2 separate regions of the Ovis aries genome follow, and region 2 is linked to region 1. Evidence: chromatin contacts called from public Hi-C data. All regions are on one chromosome and are shown on one strand. Each heading gives the region's core, a stretch centred on a gene start, on an enhancer-like site or on the middle of the called end of the contact. The rest is flanking DNA. Distances are from core to core; before and after follow the strand shown. Region 1 holds the start of WDR81 (WD repeat domain 81). Region 2 overlaps RPA1 (replication protein A1).

Region 1 (2,700 bases), core at 188-2,687:
GGGAACTGAGAGCCCACATACCACAGGGCATGGCCAATTTTTTTTTTTTTAAATTAAAAACAAAATAGTACTTGGCCAAGGAGTACAAAGAACATTGGTTTTAGAATGAGCCAGGCCTAGATTTGAATCCTGGTTCTACCACTTCCTAGTTATGGGACCTAAGCAAATTACTTAGCTTCCTCATCCTAAAACGGATCTAAAACTATCCTCTTAAAAAGGGTTGTGGTGAGAATTTAAAGTATGCAAACTGCTTAGCAAGATGCCTGGCTCCTGATCAGTGCTCTGTAAGTGGTGGCTGTTAAGTTATTATCGCTCAAGGTCATGTGACCAAGCACATCAGCGGTTCTAGCTGCCTTTTTCAAGAAGGATACAGATGAAATCAAATTATGGCTGAGCCATCCCTGTTCCTCTCTAATTAGGACTTTATTTTTTTTCTTAAGTGCCTTTATGGAGCTCCCACACCTCCACACCAGACTCCTACATGAGGCAAACTCTCCTTCTAGGAGTGGGACTGGAAAAATAGATACTGATGTCTCGCTGAAGACAATGGCCTGTCAATCCCACAAATGAGTCAGAATCCAGACGTCTTGAAGGAGTCCTGTAATTCTGGCGCCAGCTCGCTGGTTTCTGCTCCCTGCCATGTTGCACCTTCCCCCCAGCCACCGTGGCATCTGCAAGGCTCTGACAACAGCAGGCAGGCTCTGTCACACAGCAGAGACAGATCTTCAACAGGAAGTCTTGGGGGAACATTTCCATCCTGGCTTTTCAGCCTTCAACTTCTCTCCCCAAGATTGCCCAGAATTTTTATTATTTAAAAAAAAAAAAAAAAAGCCTTTAAAGAGCTGTCAGTGGGGAGGACTCCAGAGCAGATCTGTGCCCCAGTTTGGTGAGTTTCCATGCTGCCATTTGGACAAGCCTCTTCAGAGGTTCTTGGTTTTTTACCTGTAAAATATGAACAATAATAACCGCCCTTCCTAAATCACTGAGTGTTGCCAGGGCCAAATGGAATGTTACCGCTGAAACTTTGGAAAATTAAAAGCTCTTTCTTTTGGAAGGCAGCTTGGAGGCGGTGAAGGGACTTAATGTGAAAAGTCCCAGCTCTGCTTCAGGTTTCTTATCGGTAAAACCAGAGCGAGGTGGTTGTGGCGGCGGCGGCGGCGGGGGTGATCACCTGAGGCTGCCCTCTCTAAGGGAAACCCTCCATAGGTCTGCGTCCCAGCGCTTGAAGGAAGAAGTAAGGAGGGAAAGGGAAGTCTCGTGGGCCGCTCATAGCCCCCACCCCTGCCCGATTCAGCCCGGGAGGAAGCGAAGCTGCCACCAGGCCTAGCAGGGTGCGGGGAAGGAGAGGCCGGCGGGCGGTGGCGCGGCCTAGAGGAGGCGGGGTTCCCGGGTTCAGTCGAGCCACGTGCGGTTGTTTCCGTACCGGGCGATCACGTGAGCAGCGTCAGCTGACCCGTCACGGTGGAGCCTGGCGGTGGAGCCTGGCGTTGGCGCCCCTCAGCCCCCGCCCGGCCGTGCCTGGAGCGCAGGACCCTGCGGAGGGGTAAGAGCTCCCCCGCGGCCCCCCTCTATCCCCGGCCCATCCCCGCCTCCTCCGCCCCAGCCCCAGTCCCTCGCCTACCCCTACCCATCTGGCATCCGGGAAGCCGAGGCGAGGGGGGCTGTGGCAGGGCTCAGCCCCGCGCTGCCCCCAGGCGGCCAAGAGGGGATGGCCCTGGGGAGCAGGGGGCGGGAAGTCGCGCTTACCGCCAAGGCGGAGGGCTGGTCACCGCCCCCGAGCCCCGACATGGAGGAGCTGCTCCGGAGCGTGGAGAAGGACCTGAGCATCGATGCCCGGCAGCTGGCTCCGGCCCCGGGGGGTGCACACGTGGTAGCTCTGGTGCCCGCGCGCTGGCTGGCCAGCCTCCGCGAGCGCAGGCTGCCCCCGGGACCCTGTCCGCGCGCCGAAGGCCTGAGCGAAGCGGAAGTCAGGACTCTCTTGCAACGCTCCGTGCAGAGGCTGCCTGCCGGCTGGACTAGAGTCGAGGTGCACGGGCTGCGGAAACGAAGGCTCTCCTACCCGCTGGGCGGCCTGGCTTTTGAGGAGGGATCCGGCACCCCGGAGACCCTCACTCGCTTCATGCAGGATGTGGCTGCCCAGAATTATCGCAACCTGTGGCGCCACGCGTATCACACTTACGGGCAGCCCTACAGTCATAGCCCTGCCCCCGCAGCTGTCCCTGCCCTGGATTCAGTGCGACAGGCTCTGCAGAGGGTCTATGGTTGCCCTTTCCTGCCACTGGGCGAAGCTGCGCAGTGCCCCTCATATGCCAGAGAAGGCCCCTGTGCCCCTCGGGGCTGCCCTGCCTCTCCCAGTCTTCTGAGAGCGGAGGCTCTGTTGGAGTCCCCGGAGATGCTCTACGTGGTGCACCCGTATGTGCAGTTCTCCCTGCACGATGTGGTCACCTTCAGCCCCGCCAAGCTGACCAACAGCCAAGCCAAGGTGCTCTTCATTCTCTTCCGTGTGCTGAGGGCCATGGATGCCTGTCACCAGCAGGGACTGGCCTGCGGGGCCCTGTCTTTGCACCACATTGCCGTGGATGAGAAACTTTGCAGCGAGCTCCGCCTGGACCTGAGTGCTTATGAGAGGCCCGAGGAGGCGGGGGATGAGGAGACCCAGGAAGCAAGAAATAGGGCAGGTGTCGAGCCTGGCGAGGAGGG
Region 2 (2,700 bases), core at 160-2,659, 100 kb after region 1:
GTAGTTGTGGTGCATTGGCTCAGTAGTTGCAGCACATGGACATGATTGCTCCGCAGCATGTGGGATTGTCCCTGATCAGGGATTGAACCCACGTCTCCTGTATTGGCAGGCAGATTCTTTACCACTGAGCCACCAGGGAAGCCCTCAATTATATTAATTTTCTACAGTGGCTTTCAGAACTCAGAGAAACAGTTGACTTAACTTTGTTGTTCAGTCGCTCAGTTGTATCTGACTCTTTGTGACCCCTTGACAGGCTTCCCTGTCCTTCACTATCTCTGGGAGTTCACTCAAACTCATGTCCGTTGAATCGGTGATGCCATCCAATCATCTCATCCTTGGTCATCCCCTTCTCCTGCCTTCAGTCTTTCCCAGCTTCAGGGTCTTTTCCAATGAGTTGGCTCTTTGCATCAAGTAGCCAAAGTTCAATATTCAGGGTTGATTTCCTTTAGGATTGACTGGTTTGATCTCCTTGCTGTTCAAGGGACTCTCAAGAAACCTCTCGAAAGCATCAATTCTTTGACTCTCAGCCTTCTTTATGGTCCGACTCACACCTGTGCATGACTACTGGAAAAACCATAGCTTTGACTATACAGACCTTTGTTGGCAAAATGATGTCTCTGCTTTAGAATAGCATCAGTATCAGTTCTTGGTTTATTTTAATCAGTCAATTTTTTTCCCCTTATTAAGAGTATTTTTCTGCTTTGTGTGCTTGGTAATCTTGGAATGAATTCAGGCATTGTGATTCATACCCTGTTGGGTGCTGGAAACTTATATTCTTGAATTTTTTTCGGGGATACAGTTAAATTATTTGGAAACAGTTTTATCTTTTGGGATGTTGCTTTTAAAATTTGCTGGATGGGATCAGAGAGTGGCATTTATTCTGGGTCTGGTTATTCATAGTACAGAGGCAAGACCGTCAGTATCCTACTCAATGCCCCGTGAATGTGAAGTTTTCCATTCTGGCTGTTAGGTACAGGTGCTGTTTCTAGCTTGTTGTAAGCACTGGACACTGATCCCCGAGGCCTTCTCAGATGGTTCTTTCTTTCCCTGGCTTCCGATAGCTTCCACACAGAGATCAGCCAACCAGTACTCTGCCGCCGACTCCTCGAGGGGAACCTTCCATCATCTCTGGAGGCCTTTCTCCGTGCAGCTGTCTTCTCTGGTGCTTTGTCCTGAGAACCCTCCTGTCTTATTCCCCACATGCTCAATTCCGTCTCCTTAACTCAGGGGTTGCTCCATGCCCGCTTCCTGTGTCACAGCCTGGAAACCCTCAGGGCTTCCAGTACTCTGGGGCAGTCACACTCGCCTTGTTTGTTTCCTCTGTCTCGGAAATACTGTCCTTTGTTGCTTAATGTCCAGTATCCTGAGAATCATTTGTCTCATGAATATTTTGCCTTCTTTTTGGTTATTTTTGGTGGGAGGGTCATCTTGGTCTCTGTTATTCTGTCGTGTCTTGTACATAGTTTTAAAAGTCAAATAGTTTTGCAAGTGTGTTCTTTGAAGCAAAAACAAAAAAACATGTCCCTGCCCAGCTCTTCTTTGTCCTCTGGCTCCTATCCAGGGGCAGTTTATTTCAAATCTTAGAGCTGTTTCTCTGCTTTGTGTTCACATATTTGTCCATTAAAACTTGTATACTTTTCAAAGTTGAAATGTTAAGATAGACATATTTTTTTAAATAAACAGTAATTTTTGTTTTTAATTTTGAGTAGATAATATCTACTTTCAGAAGGCAAAACATCTTTCAGAAGGCAAAACTCTAAAATTAAATATTTAGAGAAATCTTACTCCTGCCCCTGCCTTCTCTTGACTTGTTCGTACTCACTGCTGCCCTCTGTAGGTAACCAGTTTCAGTGGTTTCTTTTTGTCCTTCAAGGGATTTCTTAATGAAAATATAATCAAGTACATAAATTACGTATTTTCACTCATAATCCACTTTGCTTACACCAAAGGTAGGATTTTAGAAAAACAACACTGAACAGCTAGACAACTGTGTACACTATGTTGTCTGTCTTTTTTCAGTCCTGTTTTTGTTTTTTAATTTTAGCTTAGAGATATTTTCATATATATATTTAAAGATGTTCCTCATTTTTACTTATTCATTTGTTAACAGTATAGCATATTGTGTTGTATGACTATTCCATAGTTTAACCAGCCTTTTATTGATGGGCAGTTGGGTGTTTCCATACTCTGGCTATTAAGACAGTGCTGCAGCAGATAACCTTATACATATGCAGGTATATGGGCAGAGGGGTTTTGGTTGTTAAAGGTGAGATTGTTGGATCCATGGATAAATGCGTTTGTGGTAGGTAGATATGCTTGCGTTCCCTTCATAGGATAGTATCATTTTGCATTCCCACCAACAATATGTGAAAATACTTGTTTCTTCACAGCTATGCCAACAGAGTATGTTGTTAATCTTTTGATTTTTGTTTCAAATCAATCTGATAGATGAAAACTCAGATCTCAGTGTAGTGCTTAATTTGTATTGTGAGCAATATGAGCATCCTTTTAAATGTTTAATTAAGGGCTTTTTATTCTCTGAACTGTTGTGTTGTCCATTTTTCTTTTGTTTATCTTTTTCTTCTCAATTTTTAAGATATCTTTTTTAAAAAATAGAATTAGTCCTTCATCTCTGATACAAGTTAACAGTGTCTTTCAGACTTTGCTTATGGTGGGGTTTTTTTTGCTATGCAGAAGTTT

What was found. Hi-C and Micro-C count contacts between places; a contact is called where the count stands out from the background.
Region 2: a Hi-C map of tail adipose tissue shows a contact between it and region 1, with 6 times the contacts expected there. The contact joins the enhancer-like site here to the promoter of WDR81 in region 1. A contact is called at or near these places in 10 of 16 Hi-C or Micro-C datasets (blood, hypothalamus, liver and 4 more).

What each region holds. Positions count from the first base shown.
Region 1 is chr11:22,709,789-22,712,488 of ARS-UI_Ramb_v3.0, forward strand. It overlaps WDR81 (WD repeat domain 81), which reads left to right and starts at 1,438. Exons shown (of 10, transcript XM_027975144.3): 1 at 1,438-2,700. The coding sequence starts at 1,709. LOC121820574 (a long non-coding RNA gene) reads right to left here and starts at 1,969. Exons shown (of 2, transcript XR_006061133.2): 1 at 1,747-1,969; 2 at 1-942.
Region 2 is chr11:22,809,587-22,812,286 of ARS-UI_Ramb_v3.0, forward strand. The region is part of intron 5 of RPA1 (replication protein A1); the gene reads left to right. Among named protein-coding and RNA genes, the nearest start is that of RPA1, 20 kb to the left of the region's middle. Within about 2 kb of position 1,410, at least 4 of the 54 cell types and tissues checked have an H3K27ac peak or open chromatin away from gene starts, as enhancers often do.